4 separate regions of the Mus musculus genome follow, and regions 1, 3 and 4 are each linked to region 2. A link is a contact called in public Hi-C and HiChIP or PLAC-seq data. All regions are on one chromosome and are shown on one strand. The core of a region is the stretch at or near the end of the contact, and the rest is flanking DNA. Distances in the headings are between cores, read along the strand shown. Region 1 has its middle 190 kb from the start of Mir21c. Region 2 has its middle 110 kb from the start of Mir21c. Region 3 has its middle 220 kb from the start of Mir21c. Region 4 overlaps A930035F09Rik (a long non-coding RNA gene).

Region 1 (4,961 bases), core at 1,350-3,849, 81 kb after region 2:
CACAGGATGATCACAAGACTGTCAAAGAGCTCATGCAAATCAGATGGGGGAAGATGTGTTGTCTATGTTTTAAGGGAGAAAGATTTTTAACAAGATACTTCACCAAAGAAGATACATGCGTGCCAAATAACAGGAGCACATGCCTAGACGATTAACCAGGGCAATGTAGTATTACCCCAGGGAATGACCGCACACACCAGAACATTCTCTCATCCAGTTGGCCGCAGCACCAAGTGATACAAGGACTTGAGAGGGTAGAGTATCATACCCTGTTGAGGAAAGCAAAATGCCACAATGCTTTTGGAAAACAATTTTACAGTTTCTCAAAACGTTAAAGGTAGAGATGCTATGGAGTCGGGGGAGCTTCCTCCAGCTTCCATATTTCCTTAAGAAAAAAAGGAAAAGATTTGCACCTAAACTTGTAAACTAATGTTTCTGGCAGCTTTATTTGTAACAGTCCCAATTTAGAAGCAACCTAGATTTTTGATATCTATAGTGTCACATGACAGAATTACTACTGCACAACTGGTGGGAGAAACTACACTGAGCCCAACCACACAGACAAACCTCAAAGGGATTTATTCTAAGTGAGCAAGGCTAGAAAGAAATGACCCAGTGAGCCTATGAAACCCCAGAAAAGGAAGTAAGGCAGCAGGGAACTTTTTCAAAGAGATAGGTATAGTCTAGATATCCTGGGGTAGTGGGAGTTAATAGCTTTATCTAACTTAGTTATCTAAACTCGGGGTTAGTAGAACTTAGCTGAACATGGTTACACAACTCTATCATTGCAGTTACTCAGAAAGTTGAAACAGGAGGATTGCGTATTCAAGACCTCTAATTGGGTTACAGAGTGAGTTTAAGAACAGCCTGGACAGCTTAGTGAGACTGTGTTTCAAAATAGAAATCAGAAATATGCCATGGGATGTGGCTCAGTGTTAGCATTTGCTTAGCATATGGAGAGCCTTAGGTCCAATCTCCTGGCACTGCTGGGGAAAAAAAGATAAACCCCATTGAGTTTTACATGTATAATTGCTGATGTATATTGCCTATGAATCAAAGGAGCTGGTTTTTAAAAAGCAAGAGAAAGTATAACAACTTCAGGAACATGAAATGAAACTTGAAATGAGATTAATAAAAATTGACCCTTAGTTAATGGTCCACACATTCAATTCTCAGGCCTCTAATGGCTACCTTGAAAATGGAACTCTAGTCATTTGCAAAGTTTATTGTTCTTGATCCCAAGACACCCACTCCCTCTGTGCAAGACTCAGTAGACACTCTTACTGATGCTCATATTGTTAAAGGTCAGTGATGGAAATGACTTTTGGGGATAGCCTTTGAAATGCTCTGTAAGCAGGCCTTTACTTTCTAAGACGTTTTAGTCTGATTACATTTGGACTAACTGGAGACCAGAGCATATGCAGACCCCAAGATTTTTCTCCTGAGCACAGTGCTTTGCTACATTGAAAACGAGCTCAAGGTTGCATGTTTTAAGCACAAAGAGAGATGTGCTATTTAATGTTACATATGACAGAGACTCCCTAAACCTGAGCACAGCAGGTAGCTAGAGCCAGAAATTTTCTATTTAGGAATATGAACCATTCTAAGAAGGTTAACTATGAAGATTGTTCAGTGGTAAAGTGCTTGTCATGCAAACATGAGGACCTGAGTTTGATCTCCAAGCATGCTGTCATGTGCCTGTAATCCAGCTGGAGAAATGGAGATAAATATATCTCCAAGGCTCTCTGGCCTGCCAGCCTAGAGTACTCAGTGAACTGTAGGCTAATGAGAGACCCCATCTCAAGAAGCAAGATGGTAGCACCTGATGAGCAACACTTGAGATTGGCTCTGGTCCCCTTAGAATTCATTTACAAGCACACACAAACACACACACACACACACACACACACACACACACACACACACACACACAGAGAGAGAGAGAGAGAGAGAGAGAGAGAGAGAGAGAGAGAGAGAGAGACTCAACTTCCAAAGAAAGAACTCTAAGAAGGGACCACTCTTCTAGTTTTGCTTTTCAGTATCTTTCTCCCATTGTATTTTCAACAAAGAAAGCATAAAGAGTTAATGGCTTTTAGCTGTCACCTTCTTTGCAGCCTTTTGGAGACCAAGAAGCTTTGACTAGATGTACACTTTTTGGAGATCTAAATGTTCTGAGCACTGAGATATGCCAACACAACTCTCTTAAAGATGGTGATAATTTTAAAAGTCAATAATTCATAGCTTAAAGTGCATCAATAATTTATAAAACTTGCTCGTGTGTCTATGATTGTATGTTTACCTCCATTTCAATGTGTTAACCATCTGCATTTGACATCTTTTTTTGAGCATAATATTCTCCACAAATGACCTGTTTGCTTCCTCCCATATCATATTGGCTTGATATTGCTTCATTAAAATAGGACCAGCGTGAGCTGAGGAAATGACTAAATTGGGACAGTGCTTGTTATACAAGGATGAGGATCTGAGTTTAGAGACCTAGCATCCAAATAAAAAGATAGGCAGTAGGCATGGTGGTATATACTGTAATCCTAGCCCTGTGTCTTAGTCAGTGTTTCTATTCCTGGACAAAACATCATGACTAAGAAGCAAATTGTGGAAGAAAGGGTTTATTCAGCTTACACTTCCACATTGCAGTTGGTCACCAAAGGATGTCAGGACTGGAACTCAAGCAGGTCAGGAAGCAGGAGCTGATGCAGAGGCCATGGAGGGATATTGCTTACTGACTTGCTTCCCCTGGCTTGCTCCCCTCCCTCCTTGATCACTAGTTGAGAAAATGCCTTACAGTTGAATTTTATGGAGGGAGGCATTTTCTCACCTGAAGCTCCTTTCTCTGTGATAACTCCAGCCTGTGTCAAGTTGACATAAAACCAGCCAGTATACCCCAGGAGACAGAAACAGCAAGACCTTTAGGGCTTTCTGGCCAACCAGTCTAGCTGAATGAGTGAGTTCCAGGTTCAACAGGAGACATTTACATCTGGCCCCAAGAGTACTTGAATGGCTCAATACACCTATGTACACTTGAACACAGATACTGACAGTCACACACACCCACAGAGGCACATACATAGACAGACACAGGGTGAGTCATGATTTTTGTCTGCCAGAACCCTTCTAAACACTGCCTTTATTTCAACTACCCATGTTTTTTTACAATATTGTGACAATAAAATGAATAACATGTAGTAAATAGTACCCAGGTGAGGACAATAAAGTAGAGATGTTTATGACTATCCCAAGATCACAGGGGGTACACAGCAGAGCTCAAAGAAGTCTATGTTCTTCTAGTAGTTATGGGAGTGATGATGTCAGCAGCTGGCTATCAGTCATATGTAACTGCCAGCACTGACAGGTTAACATGGACCAACTCAATGTCACATTCATGCTGGCTTGAGGGACATTATAGGAACATGAATGTATGAGGCATGTATGTCTTTATTGCCATCCAAGAGTGTAGTATATCAACCTTGGATTTGATCTTGACAAGTACTGTGTTGTGCTCCAGGGCACAGATGTTTAAAATTGGTGTCTCTGGAACTAAAGAAATGGCTTTAGAGTTAAAAGCACTAATTGACCTTGCAGAGGACCTGAGCTTGTTTCCCAGCACCCACAATAGCCTCTACCTCCACCTCCAGGGCATCCAACACTATCTTCACAGCTTCACACCCTTACATGTAAATGAACATAAATAAAGTTGATTTACTGGGAAGTTGAGCACATATGATAAGGGCATGCTTCCTAAGGGTCAATGACATGGAGGTGAACTAAGAGCTACTCTGTACGAGGATGGGATCTGGTTTCCTAAGAAGGGACATACTGGTGAGGATATAGCTCTCCAGTGAGGTGCTTCCCTAGCATTGCATGAGATTCTAGGTCCAGTTTCCAGAACTGCATAAACTAGGTATGCATAAATAGGTATGCATACACAGGTATGGTGCATGCCTGAATTCCTAGTACTTGGAAAGCAGAGACATGCTATGATCTCAAGTCTCCTGAGGTTTGCTTTCTTCCAAGGAATTAGCTGCCACTGGGTTCATACACTCAGACCATTGAAACCCTCTCAGCCAGGATGAACTTGTTCCGGTTGCTGACTGACTACATGTCAGTGTTTACAATCAAGCATAAAAGGTCATTATTTTTTTCCAGTTGTACATTGTGTGTGTGTGTGTGTGTGTGTGTGTGTGTGTGTGTGTCTGTGTGTGTGTGTGTGAGAGAGAGAGAGAGAGAGAGAGAGAGAGAGAGAGAGAGAGAGAGATCATGTCAGATAGAGAGAAATAGTGCCATGTCTTTAAGACCCATATTGAGTCCTCAGAGTGGCGTTGCCTATTTCCACATAGATGAGTAAGCTCCATCCTCATTTCCACAGCTCACTAGATAGACCTGATTTCTTTGCTTTGGACAGAGCCCAGGGAACTCTTCATACATTCAGCACAAGGGTTAGCTGCACTGGATTTGCTTTCAAAGAGCTCTGAGAAGTTAATCTGATCACAGGCACTCCCTTGATTTGCATGTTATTGACTTGAGTTGCTTACCTGTGTTCACCTGATAACAGGATCATCCAGGCAGACTTCTGTAGCCAGCCAAATCCTCTAGTCCCTGATGTCAGCTGGAAGCCAACAGTTTCTGCCAGGATTCTGGAAATGAATTGCCTTGATTCTTCCCAAATGGCAGGACCACTGTGACCAACAAAGACCAAGGAAGCCAAACCCAGCTGCCAGGGGTAACACAAAAACCATGGGAACTCATCTCTCTCTATTCTGGCCAGCACTTGTCCAAGGTGGGATATGTATTTCTCTGTCTCACAGCATGCCCCCACACAGCTCCCCTGAGCTGAGCATAGGTCGCCAGTCTCCTTTGCTCAGATACTTGGTTCTGCAGATGACAGCTTGCCATGTTCATTAGGCTCAGTGCCACAAGTTAGGTGGGTCCTAATGTGATCCTGG
Region 2 (4,543 bases), core at 1,338-3,837:
CTATGCTCCAGTATAGGGGAAAGCCAGGGCCTGGAAGAGGGAGTGGGCGGGTTGGTGAGCAGGGGAGGGGAAGGGGGGGGGAAGGTTTTCGGGAGGGGAGACCAGGAAAGGGGATAACATTTGAAATGTAAATAAAGAAAATATCTAATAAAAAAGAGAAAAGAAAAAAGAATTTGCAATTTTGAGATGATTAATGAATTGATGGTAGGGATAGCTGAGCCAGATTTAGATTGTTCTACTCAAGTCATAGCAATAATGGTAGCTCACTGATCTGTGCAATATATGCAATGATGGAGACTTGAGTCTCTGTATGATAGTAATTCAAGGGTTGGGAAAATGGCTCAGTAGATAAGGTGCTGACTGTGTAAGCATGGGGATCTGAATTTGATCTTCATGTGCAAAAGCTAGGCATGGGGGTACACACTTAAAATCCCAGGGCTGGGTAAACAGAGCAGAAGAGGCTCTAAGTTCAGCAAAAGACCCTCTCTCAATAAAGAAAGACAGTGCCTGAGGGATAACATCTGAGGTGGCCTTTGGTCCATGCATGTATGCACACATACATCTACAAACACATCCCAACATATGCATATGTTGAATCAGTTTTAAGCGTCTTTATAGATATATTTGTTAGTGAGGATATAAAGCAAAGAAGTGGTGGTAATAAATGAAAAGCATTTTCTAAATGTTGCGAAAAGTATTACAATTGGGCCTCGGCTCTTCAGTTGATGAAGTTGCTAGATCTGCAATCTAAACTAGCAGCAGAATGCCATTAAACCCTAGGCATGGAGTGCACTGGAGTTTACCTCTCTGAAGTGAATGCAGATTACCATTTTAATAATGTGCAGTTTTGTTAAATGTTAATAGTGGCCCTGAGTTCATCCTGGCTCACAATTTCTGAAAGGCAGAAGATTCACCTTGGAATTGAGCATCCATGAGAAAGAATCCATCAAACAAATGCATCCCTCTTCATCTTGGGCTAATTTTATCCCACAGTCCCTGGCTATCTGCAAGCTGCCTAAGTGATTCACGGTGCATTTTCACATTGCTTTTTATTCAAAGAATAAACGTGAATTATCTTGTTTACTGTCACCACAGCTTGGCAATTATTATTAGCTCCATCTTATATTTGGAAAAATAGAAGTTCGAGATCCTTCAAGAGTCACAGTTGAGGAGAGACAAAGAGCAAATCTCATGGGGAATACTCACAGGACTTAGACTTCATAGGTGTTTCAGATAGAGATGCTCCCATCAATGATCATCCAGCTAACCTCATCATTTTGAGGGTGAGGATGGGGATGTCAGGACTGTTCCAGTGTTCTATTTAGCAAACTTAAATACTCTCGGTTTCATTTCCACTTCCTGAGTTTGAGATGAGAATACTTTCAGTAGCTGTTTTCTAATAATAGGACTCTCATAACCGCTAATGGGATTGTGCCAGAGTGGGTGGAAGCCTCAGTGTAATGTCTAGCTAACGTATATGCCAGTCATGCTGAAGAGGGCACTGGGTGGGGGCTGAGCCAGACTACCATCTCTTGTAGGACATTTGTTTGCTTCCTGTAAACGGGCCTCAGGCCTGCTTTTGGATCAGTATCTCTACCTCTAAAATTAGGTGTTGCACTAAATCTTTAACGTTCTTAGAGTCTTACGTGCCACCGTTCTCACTTTCTTTATATAAAATTTTCAAGTGCATAATATACACATATGTCATAGGAATGCAAATTTGCAGACACTATAGAGAGAGGGGGGAAAAAGCAGAAAGTAGAAATGGAAGATTCCAGGGCAGTTGACTATATTTCAAGGTAAGTGTTCTCTAAGGAGAAAAATGATTCCATTCTTCTTAATGTGCTTTTTAGAAGGCGATAGATTCTGGGCACCTGGTATCTTGTCTATTTCCTTTCCGGAGTTTTGAAGTTTGTTCTTTGAAAGTGGTATCAAAGTCTGTCACCTGATGTGGTTGTTAGGTTCATTGTCAACTTGACACAGACTAGAGTCATCTGGGAAGATAGAACTTCAGTTGAGAAAATGGCTCCATAAGATTGGCCTGTAGGCAAGTCTGTGGAACATTTTCTTGATTAATGATTGATATGCAAGGACCCAGCTCATGGTGGGCCATGCCATCCCTAGGAAGTTAGTCTTTAGTTGTATAAAAAAATCAACTTGAGCAAGCCTTAGGAAACAAGTCAGTAAGTGTTTCTCCATGTTCTCTGCTGCAGTTCTTGCTAGAGTGCCTGTCCTAGCTTCTCTTTATAATGGACTGTGATTGAGATGAGTAAGCCAAAAAAAACTCTTCCCTCCCCATGTTTGTTGACCATGGTATCTGTATTGTGGCAGTGAGAAGCAAACTAGAACACCTGGTTATTGTGGTTGCTTTGCTCATGGGAGGACTTAGGATATGTAACTCCATCACACTGAAGAAGGAAAGGGCAGACTTGTTTCTGAATGAAGTTCCCTGAGTTCATCTGCACCGTGGAATGATGACTTGGTTCCACAACACTCATCAGCTATGCTCCTGCCGTCACACATGGAGGAGTATGAGGTTGTGACTCAGTCCTACCACATTCCTCTAGCAAGGGTCCCACGCCATCACAGATGGGGGAGTATGACTCAGTCCTACCACGTTCTTCTGGCAATGATCACAGCATTGCAGATGGAGCTCTGTAAGCCTGACTCTAGAAAAGTGTGAGTCAGGATGAATTATGAGAGTCGGCAGGCCTACAAACACTTTCTTTAATAATTAGCCTAAGGTGAAGGGGGGACTAAACTCACTAAACTCCCATTTCATACCACCCAAACCATGTACTGCTAATATCTGACTGAGCACAGAAATCCATCTTCAGGTGATGCGGCTTAAAACCTCATTTGTAAAGCACAGCCTGAAGGGCTTCCAGCAAAGAGTGAAGGGCTGTAAACACTGCTTTTGGGCTCCATCATCTCTTTGGGGGACACCATAGGTCACTGATCAGAGCCTTACAGCTGTGGTTGAATGCACCTTGGAGAGAGCCCATAGGCAAACACAACATGGGTATATGTTCCCAGAGGGAAAGGAGAGTCCCTCATCATACACACAAACTCTGTGCTTTCCTTATACAGGCTCACAAAAGCCAAAGTGCAGAAAGCATAATGTCTCCATAACCCTTCAATGAGACAAAGTGAGGTCTGTGTCACTGCCTTGGCAGGTTGGTACTCAGATGTAGTAATTGAACTGTGCAGACAAATCCTTATCCATGCCAGTTTAGAAACCTGCTTTATGAAGCTATTGGGAAAAACTCTCAGGAAAAACAGAAACAAGAATCTCCTAGTCTACCTGTCAATGTTTGTTGTGTATCTACAGTCTGGAGGGAGTTACTGTGAGGCACACTGGGAAGAGCTAAGTATGTGGGGTAGTTCCAGCTCTTAGAATCTTCCAGTCTAGCTCAAAAGGCAACATAGCTGAACAGATGATCCTGGGAAGGGCATTGCAAGTAAACAAAAATGATGAGTTGATGGAGCTCAAAGCAGGAACTGTGAAGGGGGTTGTAGAAGTCAAGAGATATTTCTCAGAATTGGGCTGGAGATAATGATCATTTGGCACAGTGCTTGTCTAATGAAGGTGTTCACCCCTAATCCCTGCACTAGGGAGTCAGAAGCAGGAGGAGCACAAGTTCAAAGTCATCCTTCCAACATAGTGAGTTCAAGGATGCTTGAGATCCTGTGTCAAAGACTCAAAGAAGGCAGAGGAAGGGCAGTGGGAAGGTGAAAGGTAGAGAAGGAGAGAGAATGTGGGGGTAAAGGAGGAGTGATGGAGAGTGAGAAGAGGAGGAGAGGGAGAGATGAAGAGCTTTACAGAAAGAGGGAAGAGAAGGAGAAAGAAAGAGAAGGAGAAAGGGAAGGGAAGAAGAGGGGTCAGCCATGGAGCATGTCTTAGGAGGAGCTGAGAGTGTGGCTGTATAGTAGACACTTTGTGTGTGACCTGGAGACTTCTCTACACTCCTGGGCAATGACTCTGTCAACTTATGTCATTTCCCCTGGACTTGTCATGGTTCATTTATTTTTCTTTTTGAAATCCCTGGATTCTACAGAAAAGGTCATCCAGCAAAATCTAAGACTTCATCTACCTAGTGCTTTGTGCCACAGAGCTGAGGTGGAGCCTTCAGAAAAAGTCACTGAAACCATGTACCAGTCAATCAGTGCAAGGATTTGGTCTATCAGGTAGCCTCTAAACTCCAGGGTCAAATGAAAAGAAGCCAGCTCTCAGATGGGCATGGCCTAGCTCTCCATCATACATGCCATCAGACATGGGCTAGTTCAGTGGAGTCAAGCATTGACTCCAGTCTGCATCTGCCTTTCCCCTTTCCTTGAGGAATGTTGAGAACTGGGCACTAAGAACTGAAGTAAACATCAAGATAAACCAATGTTCAACCCACTTGCCTCAGTATAATGTAGAATTCTGGGCTGCAGCTTTGGCTTGTTAATAGGACTGGGCTTAGAAAATCATGGTAAGCATTCTCCCTTCCCTCATTCTCTCTGCTCTTCACCTTCTTATCCCTATTTCCTTCCCTTCTAC
Region 3 (4,486 bases), core at 1,173-3,672, 110 kb after region 2:
TGTGTGTGTGTGTGTGTGTGTGTGTGTGTGTAAAAGGTCAGCCTCAGTTGTCATTCCTCAGGAACTATCTCTCGTGCTTTTCAAACAGAATTGCTCACTAGCCTGGAGCTCATAATGAAGGCTAGTGAGCCCCAAGGACCTGCCTGTCTCTGCTTTCCCAGCAGGAGCTCATATCACCACACCCACCTTATCACGCAGGTCCTGAGAACTAGCTCATGTCCCTGTGCTTGGGCTACAGGCATCGTACTGAATGAGTCCTGTCCCAGCCTCTCTTCACTTTTTTTCCCCCTGACTATTCACAGAGAAAGCATTTCCCGATAATCAGAGGTTATCAGAACCTGACTCCTAGTAGCAATTTCTGGTTCATATGCCCAGGGGTCTGTTAGAGTGAATCACGGATTCATGAAGACGTGACCTCAGTAATTGGAAACCTAATCAAAGGGGTTTTCTCCTTCAAAGTTCTCACTCCAAGTTACTTCCTGTCTCCTGGCTCAGGTGTCACCCCTTTGAGTGAAGTTGTCGCTTGACTCGTTCATTTAAGCCACTGCCAGGTACCGTTTCCAGATAAGCAGACGATCCTAGCTGCGACAGGCTTGAATTAAACATCAAAAGATCACTTAGCCCTGTCTGTTGTTACAGGAATGGACTAGACAGTAAAAGACAGGCTTCAGAAGTATGTGCACTCTGCAGTGGTCCCCATCTCTCCACAGCTGATATACCCATCTGCCTTTTGCTTAGCTCCCATGGCCCCAAATTCCACTCTCAGTTAGCCCTTAGTAAACAGAAGGACTTCATTAGCTATTTGCAAAAATACATGTTTCTTTTGAACATATCAGATAAGAACTTAAATTCAATCGTTATATTCAATCTTTATTTTCTAAGTAAAATTTGTTACTTTTTATTCTACAACATGGGCCAGTCTTTCCACATCTGCCTATTATTATTATATCAAACCTGGGGTAGCTAGGCATTTATGTATGGATCAATAGCACATGGAAAGAAGGGGATAGCATAAATTACCTTCTTCGTACATGTTAGGGTCATTAGTTCCTGCTTCCTGTGAGTCCATTCTACTCTATCTGGTGTGAGATCTATTCAAGGGAGCATTAAGGTCTCAGCAGACTTGCCTGTCAGTTTAAACCAGAAACCATCTGTCTTAGTTAGGGTTTTACTGCTGAGAACAGACACCATGACCAAGGTAAGTCTTAAAAAGGACAACATTTGGGGCTGGGTTACAGGTTCAGAGGGTCAGTCCATTATCATCAAGGTGGGAACATAACAACATCTAGGCAGGCATGCATGGTGCAGGCATAGCTGAGAGTTCTACATCTTCTCCTGAAGCTTGCTAGTAGAAGAATTACTTCCAGGCAGCTAGGGTAAGGGTCTTAAGCCTATGCCCACAGTGAAACACTTATCCCAACAAGGCCACACCTCCTGATAGTGCCACTCCCTGGGTCAAACATATACAAACCATCACACCATCCAAAACACCCTTTTTGAAGTCAATTAGTTCTCACCACATTTTGAGGTAGACTAGCAAACACATAACTCAGGCAAGCTTCAAGCTGCTAAAGACTGATTTGGAACTTCAGATCTGTGCACCTCCTCCACATCCAAAAATGTTAGGAGGATTACAGGTGTATCATCATGCCTAGCTTAGAGTTATCTTTACTGCAGTTTACACATAAAATAATTGTGCAGATATATTGATCACATGGTTCATTTGTGACATCTTCAGCAGGTCTTCATAATGTGAGAAGAGAAAAGTTTTTGCTCTGAGGTTCTGACCAGGTGTCATCTTCCTGCCTCTTAGCCATGCCTCCTTCCAGGATGGCCCAAATTTGATATATCTATCACACAGGGGACACATTTCACTGCTCAGCAAATTGTCCCCAGGCTATTGTGAACAGATGACTTGAATTTACTATGCTGAGAAACCAGGTGATACATTCTCAGCATTTTGAGAGTGTTGGCAGTGGAAAGAGAGCTGCGGACAGTAACCGCTATGGTAGAGTGTCTTGGGGATATGTGTGATGGGGTGACCTTGAAAAGGAGGGAAGAATGCCGCAAGAAGCATGTTCACAATGAAGAGAGAAAGGAGACAGATCTGTCATCTGTGAGAGTAGAGAGGAGACTCATGGGGTGTACTTGATGGAAAGTTTTCCCAAGTTGGGAGGCCCCATTGGGTAAAATAGTAGAGTGAACCTGTGCCCTGGGACAGTCACTGACACCTTTGGCTTCTGGTGTGGGGTGCTTCTCATGCGATGCTGGCAGAAATGGAATCACTTGAGTAAGTAAAATCAAGCAAGATGTTTTCATCAGGGGAAAAAAAAATCACATGTCCTGGGTCAGCAAGATACTCAAAGATTCAGGAATAGAAAAGGGGAAGAAACCAGAAGTGGATGCTTTTGAAGCCATGGGGAGAGGAGGAAGCAGGGTGAGGATGAAAGGGAATCTAGACACTAGAAGGAAACAGACTTGGAGGAGCAGGGATGAAGATGGTAGATGATCACCTCTCTGTCACTTCAGTCTTGAGGGTGACCACCGCCACCCTCTGTGGCTCATCTGTCTCTGGGAGAATCCTTGAGTAGGGCATGGGGAACAGCGTTCACTCCCAGGAGCTTCCTGAATGGGCAGAGCTTGTTCTCTTCTCCACACTTCTCCATTCTCCACAGCACAGCTCACTCATGACTTTTCCCCAAATACCCTGTGCCGTCTCTCTCATCTCTCATCTCAAACCAAGAAATGAAACCACGAGCCCAGCTCCATCAAAGAATGAATACCTAACAAAGATTTAATTCTCACAGGTATCTCTGCTAAGGTAAAGGTCTTGTAAGCACACAGCCACCCTCCTGGGAACACTGGGGTCTTCATCTAAAGTCATGAGCCAATGGTTCTGTCCCATTGATGCTAAACCCAGAGATGAAAAAGAAACCTGGCCAGACTTGGAAGGTTACTGCCTGTAGCTCTTTACTTTGTATTTCTTTATTATTTTTTTAAATTTAATTTTCTTCAAACATCCACATATACATGCAAGTGGACATTCGCATGTCAGGGGTCAGTTCTGGGTGTCTTCCTCAATCATTTTCCACCTTGTGTTTTGGGACAGGGTTTCCTGTCTGTCTGGCACTTATTGCTTTTATTAGGTAGGGTAGATAGGTAGCACAAGAGATCCACCTGTCTCTGCCTCCTCAGTGCTGGGATTACAGGTATGTGTCACAATGGCTGTCCTTTATGTGGGTGCTGTGGATCAAACTCAGGTCCTCCTGCTTACGTAGCTAAGTACTTATCATTGAGCCACCTCCCAGCCCCTTCTCCTTTGCTCTTTTAAGGAACCCTCTCTCCTCTTTCCTGGAATATGAATCTTCATAGTGGTCCTTTTCCCTTCAATCTTTTATCAGCTGTCTATCTTAGATGGTAAGAGCACTCGTCTATAGTGCTTTCTGGGCTGACTGCAATAATTGTCTATGGAGCAATCTTAGCCCTCAGCCTGTGTTACCACACCTCCACTGCAGTCATCCATGAGATGGTGATTTTTCTATCATATGACCCTGCTAGGAGGCATGTCTGTCACTTGGGAGAGGTCATTAGGGATCCACACATAACTGGGATCTGTGCTGAGGGGACCACTCATATCATCCTATGTTTGGGAGAATTTATAAATTCTCGTGTATTTTAATAAACACTATTTTAGCCTATCTTTGCAACAACCCATGAGATAAGCACACATGATTTTTCTTTGCTGATGAGAAGAAATCTAATACCCAAGAAACATAATAAAGTATTCATCATCCCTGGCGCCCAGAACAGAATTCCACAGCCAGGGTGACTTAAACAGAAAAGCACAGCCTCTATTGCCATCTTCCAGATGCTCCACAGTGCAAGGCAGGGATGAAGGAAATTCTGAGAACACGAATCAGGGTAGCCCTGGGGAATTTGCCCGTCTGGGTCCTGTGGTGGGGGAGTAGGGGGCGGCTAGACACTTCCACATCCATCCAGCCTTTCATCAGCCACCTTTGACCAACACTAAAAGCCAGTTACCAAGAGAAGGGGGAGAGTAACTTCTTTCCTATTACTCCTCTCTGTTCCCAGATGTGGTGTTAGCCACTGGGAGCTGTAATTGCAGACATCACCCAAGGACTATGGATATAAATTTCACAAAGGGCAGGACCTTCCATTATGAGCGGGAAGATGGCTTTAATTAAAAAAAATCAATATATTGTTCCCAATCACTACAGTCCCATGTCAGGGGCAGAAATCAATCCTTTTCATAGGAAAATGCTTACATTCACACTAAGATGTTATATGACACATGAGTCACAGAGGGGTCCCCTGCCCTGTCTGGCTCTTGCTTGTGAACCGTGAAGTTCTCTACAGTGGAAATGGTTTCTCTCTTGAGCAGATTTTCTCCCCAGTCTTTTGCTTCCTTGAGTCAAAACAAAACACAAAACAAAACAACAAATGAAAAGTGAAACTACGTCGAGGC
Region 4 (4,547 bases), core at 1,901-4,400, 75 kb before region 2:
CTGTGGTCTGTACTGCCACCAGAGACCACGCTGTGGTCTATGGCATGTGCTGATGAAAGAGACCATGTGGAAGTCTATGATCTGTGTTCTGGCTGACTGTAAAGGGTAAGAAAGGTACTTTTGCAGTGGTATCAATAACTGTAGACTCATAGTTAAGAAAGAGACATAGAAGGCTTCTGTGACAACACTTACCCAGACTCCCACCACCACCAAATTAACAGCCTAGACCGGCAGCCATTGAAGAGAATTCTTTAAAATTGTAGAAGGATACTGAAGCATGTTGCTCTCCACAACTGATGGTTTCTGGCAGAGCTGTGGGTGGGGAAGGACTCAGATTTCTTTAAGGAGTTGGCCACTGGGAGTTTCGCTATGCTCCAGTGCATTACAAGGGTAGGGAGTGGACCTGAGAGGATTGGGAAGTGACTGTGATCAGGGTGCATTATGTGAAATTCCCAAGTAATCAATGAAAATATTATGTTGGAAAAGAAGAAGTCTAACCCAAGACATAGCTCTATTGTCAGAATAGGGGATCTTTTTATCATAAACAAGAGAACATATTCAGGTAAGCTGTTTTGAGCAGAGATGGGATCTAGTCAAGAGATATTGTAGACAGAGAAACAGAATAGACTGCAGAAAAGATGCAGAAACAAACCTAAATGGAAGTCACAATACTCTAGTCATCAGCATCAGCCTGGCAAGCACACAGACTCACATGTGCTACCATGAGAATGACAGACAAAGGTCAGATAATAGTTGCTAAGGAGGAACAGGAAGAGGAGTGGCATGCGTGCTGGTCTCTGAGATAGAGACCTCTATCCTTTTATCTTTTTAAACAAATTGTTTAATTTTAGGGTAACTTTACTTGAAATATAAATACCTATCTTTTTCTGTCTTTCTCTGTGTTTTGGTTTGGTTTGGTTTGAGACAGGGTCTCATGTATCACAGGCCAGCCTGAAACTTTTTTTTTTTTAATTTATTTATTTTTTCCATTTTTATTAGGTATTTAGCTCATTTACATTTCCAATGCTATACCAAAGGTCCCCCATACCCACCCACCCCCACTCCCCTACCCACCCACTCCCCCTTTTTGGCCCTGGTGTTACCCTGTACTGGGGCATATAAAGTTTGCGTGTCCAATGGGCCTCTCTTTCCAGTGATGGCCGACTAGGCCATCTTTTGATACATATGCAGCTAGAGTCAAGAGCTCCGGGGTACTGGTTAGTTCATTATGTTGTTCCGCCTATAGGGTTGCAGATCCCTTTAGCTCCTTGGGTACTTTCTCTAGCTCCTCCATTGGGAGCCCTGTGATCCATCCATTAGCTGACTGTGAGCATCCACTTCTGTGTTTGCTAGGCCCCGGCATAGTCTCACAAGAGACAGCTACATCTGGGTCCTTTCGATAAAATCTTACTAGTGTATGCAATGGTGTCAGCGTTTGGATGCTGATTATGGGGTGGATCCCTGAAACTTCTTATATATAATAGTATACCTTGACATTTAATCCTCTTGGCTTCATCTCCTGGAGTACAGATATGTGCTACCACATATAGCTTAAACACTAATATTTATCTTGAGTAAGAGATATATGACTTGAAGTCTACTGATTCTTTAGGTTCTATTTTCATTGATTTTTGCTATGTATTAGTCTAATTTAGTAGTTGTTAGCTTTCTCTTGTTGTTATGATAAGTTTGACGAAAGCAACTTAAGGAAAGAAGGTTGTTTATTTGATTTCAGTTGAAGGTTCAGTACATCATGGTGGGGAAGTCAAAACAGCAGGAGTGTGGGGCAGCTGGTCATATTATGTGTGCAGTCAGAAGAAGAGAACAATGAAAGCTCTTGTGCCAATGCTCACCTTATTTTATCCATCCATAAAATCCAGGGTTCTTCACTCAAGGAATGGTCTTACCCATAATGGGTGTCTCTATTTCACTTAATAAGATAAACCCACTGGCATACCCAGAGGCCCTTCTCTCAGGTGGATTGTGAATTCTGCCAAGTCAGCAATCCATGTAAACTGTCACAGTGGTATATATAGTTACCTTTGGAATATGTATGTTACACACAGGGGTTTTGCATGCATATTGCCTTGTATACGATCATTGTCTTAGAGCTTATGTGTCTAGGATGGCATTAACCAGGCTGGTTCTGGATTGTATATTGCTTAGTTTTCTAAGTTTTCTCCTTTGTCTTACCTATATTTTCTTTGTTTGCACATAACAGTTAATGTCTCATGTCTACAAAATCAGCTGATGTCACTATACACAAAACATCTCATTTAGGTGTAGTGTGCATTCTGTAACTTCCTCTTAGGTTATTGGTTCTCAACCTGTGGGTTGCAACTCCTTTGGGGGGTCAAATGATGCTCTCCCAGTGCCTAGGACCATTGGAAAACAGATATTTGTATTATGCTTCATATTGGTAACAAAATTATAGTTATGAAGTAGCAGTGCAAAGAATTTTATGGTTGGAGTCACCACAGCATGGGGAACTCTAATTAAAGAGTCAGCATTGTTAGGAAGGTTGAGAACCACCCTTGTAGGCTATCCAATCGCTTGTGTAATTTGAATTACAGATACAAACAAATGAATCAGTTCTTTCCTTTAGTTTCTTGTTAGATTCAAGGTATTTGCATATCCATTTTTTATCATTTGAACTATCTTAAGAAACAAATAAGAAACTTCTGATTTATAGGAATAAGAAGTTAAGTGACTTGTTGACAACAAAGAAGGAATTAAGACAACATTATATTCTATTAAAAATAATTATTTAGGGCTAGGGTCTTGGGAGGTGGTAGAATCCCATTCCACCTACAGCATTGCATAAATCCAGCATAGTGCTGCAATCCTAGAATCTCAGAACCTTAGAGGTAGAAGCAGGAAGACCAGGACTCCAAGCTCATCTCTAGCTATTTAGTAAGTTGGAGGCCAGCAGTTGTTTAATTTTCTAGTAATTGTTCTTTTCTTTTATTTTCTAGTAATTGTTATGTTCTATTGTTTTGCTGTGCAATGATTAAAGTAGTTAGGTAGTTGTCTAAACGTCATTAATTTATATTAGCAGGTGTTGAAGAGGCCACTGTAAGAGGATAAAGAAGTGGATGTCTCCTACCATCTGATCTGAGGAGTACACAACCTGTTCTGAAATCTAACCAAGCATGACTCTATGAAGGCCATTCCTTCTTGTCCCTTTAAGCCATCTCTCCCTGTGCCGGTCTCCATAATTTTGAATGATAGCTTAGTGTTCATTTATGGCTATGATTATGATTAAAACACAATTAATCTCTGATAATGCCCTGTCTACACTGCTTACTAAATCAGAACTTCCTAGGGCACTTTACTTTTATTTAATTTCTGCAGTAAATTCATGTGAGTCACCAGCACTGACGTTGGCTTGACTTTTCCTTTATAAAAGTTTGAGTCATTGTGTGGCACTGAGACAAATCCCTCCCAGTGTTTTAGTGGTCAGCTCTAAGCTGATTAATGGTGGAACATACTTAATGTATTTGAAACATACCTAAAAGATAGCTCATGACTGTTAAAGGAAGAGCCAGCCTTCATACAATTTAAGAGGCTCCTTACTCTGAAACCTGCAGACTATGTGCTTCTCTCTCATCCAAATTGTTTTAAAAATATTTACTTAAATATTCATAAAAGTTTTTTATGGAGATTCACAAAAATCCACCAACACTGACAGATATAAGACTTTGTTTCAGGGATAGGTGAGTAATTCAGTGATTTTTTTTTTTCAGGAGATCCCCTGAACTGTAGATGAGTTTGCTTCAAGGTTCTAAATGAAGCAAGTCATAAATAAATTGACCTTAAAATTCCCAAGGATTATTTTGAGTATTAAGGAACATTTGATTATTAGTGAATCTTGAAATACTAAATGGACCAGGTTAGAGTGGTTGGGCTTACACTGTATGGTCTCATTGCAGTTTACACGCAGACAGTTACCATCATCGGATGGCCTTCGTCATAATGAGGGAAGTGCTTCAGGCCATTCAGAATCAATAAGATACTGACTGTACTTGAGTTACATGAAGTCATCAACAAGGATGCTAAGAAGCCCCATCTGAACAGTTTGAAAATCTTCTTAATATGGAGTTCTTAACAGCAGATATAAGCATCTAATGAATTACCAGTTCATTACTGCTGCAGCCTGAGTTCAGTCTGCAGTGACCTACTCCCTGCTTGCCTGTTGTGCATTCACTGCTGCTGTGCTGACTCACAGTGAGCTGTGAAAGGCAGGCATGATTCCCATCATGCCCAGCAGGGCCTCCCCACATGCACATGCTCCACATATGGACCACATAGCCTATGCAGGGCAATAGAGTGCTGCTGGCCGTGGCTAGGTTCATTGCGGTTTGCAACATTCTTAATATATTAATTGGGTAATGTGAGGATCAATGGCTAATGATTAAAATTGATCAGAGGTGCATTTAAAGGTTCCTGGTGGCAAACTGAGTTTGTAGGCAACAGTGCAATTTTAGCTAATCTCTCAAATGTGCTCGTATAACTTGGCTGCATGGAAGTATCAGAGAGGAATCATG

The links. A called contact is a pair of places that touch in the nucleus more often than the background predicts. HiChIP or PLAC-seq counts read pairs in DNA pulled down with a chosen protein or histone mark.
Region 1: a contact with region 2 is called in a Hi-C map of bone marrow-derived macrophages, with 60 read pairs. The contact joins two enhancer-like sites. A contact is called at or near these places in 9 of 484 Hi-C or Micro-C datasets (Th1 cells, bone marrow-derived macrophages, cortical neurons and 4 more), 4 of 115 datasets of contacts at active chromatin or transcription factors (bone marrow-derived dendritic cells, bone marrow-derived macrophages and embryonic fibroblasts) and 1 of 9 other capture datasets (bone marrow-derived macrophages).
Region 3: an H3K4me3 HiChIP or PLAC-seq map of bone marrow-derived macrophages shows a contact between it and region 2, with 2.1 times the contacts expected there. The contact joins two enhancer-like sites. A contact is called at or near these places in 1 of 484 Hi-C or Micro-C datasets (bone marrow-derived macrophages) and 3 of 115 datasets of contacts at active chromatin or transcription factors (bone marrow-derived macrophages and embryonic stem cells).
Region 4: an H3K27ac HiChIP or PLAC-seq map of embryonic fibroblasts shows a contact between it and region 2, with 18 read pairs. The contact joins two enhancer-like sites. A contact is called at or near these places in 1 of 15 datasets of contacts at CTCF or cohesin (the NIH/3T3 cell line), 5 of 484 Hi-C or Micro-C datasets (the C2C12 cell line, the MC38 cell line, the N1E-115 cell line and 2 more) and 3 of 115 datasets of contacts at active chromatin or transcription factors (bone marrow-derived macrophages, embryonic fibroblasts and microglia).

What each region holds. Positions count from the first base shown.
Region 1 is chr8:128,081,644-128,086,604 of GRCm38.p6, reverse strand. No RefSeq gene overlaps it. Among named protein-coding and RNA genes, the nearest start is that of Mir21c, 190 kb to the left of the region's middle. Within about 2 kb of position 2,599, at least 8 of the 459 cell types and tissues checked have an H3K27ac peak or open chromatin away from gene starts, as enhancers often do. A contact at or near this core is called in bone marrow-derived macrophages, where this site is marked.
Region 2 is chr8:128,163,180-128,167,722 of GRCm38.p6, reverse strand. No RefSeq gene overlaps it. Among named protein-coding and RNA genes, the nearest start is that of Mir21c, 110 kb to the left of the region's middle. Within about 2 kb of position 2,587, at least 69 of the 459 cell types and tissues checked have an H3K27ac peak or open chromatin away from gene starts, as enhancers often do. A contact at or near this core is called in the MC38 cell line, bone marrow-derived macrophages, embryonic fibroblasts and 1 more, where this site is marked.
Region 3 is chr8:128,057,992-128,062,477 of GRCm38.p6, reverse strand. No RefSeq gene overlaps it. Among named protein-coding and RNA genes, the nearest start is that of Mir21c, 220 kb to the left of the region's middle. Within about 2 kb of position 2,422, at least 8 of the 459 cell types and tissues checked have an H3K27ac peak or open chromatin away from gene starts, as enhancers often do. A contact at or near this core is called in bone marrow-derived macrophages, where this site is marked.
Region 4 is chr8:128,238,859-128,243,405 of GRCm38.p6, reverse strand. All of the region lies in intron 1 of A930035F09Rik (a long non-coding RNA gene), which reads left to right. Among named protein-coding and RNA genes, the nearest start is that of Mir21c, 37 kb to the left of the region's middle. Within about 2 kb of position 3,150, at least 31 of the 459 cell types and tissues checked have an H3K27ac peak or open chromatin away from gene starts, as enhancers often do. A contact at or near this core is called in the MC38 cell line, bone marrow-derived macrophages, embryonic fibroblasts and 1 more, where this site is marked.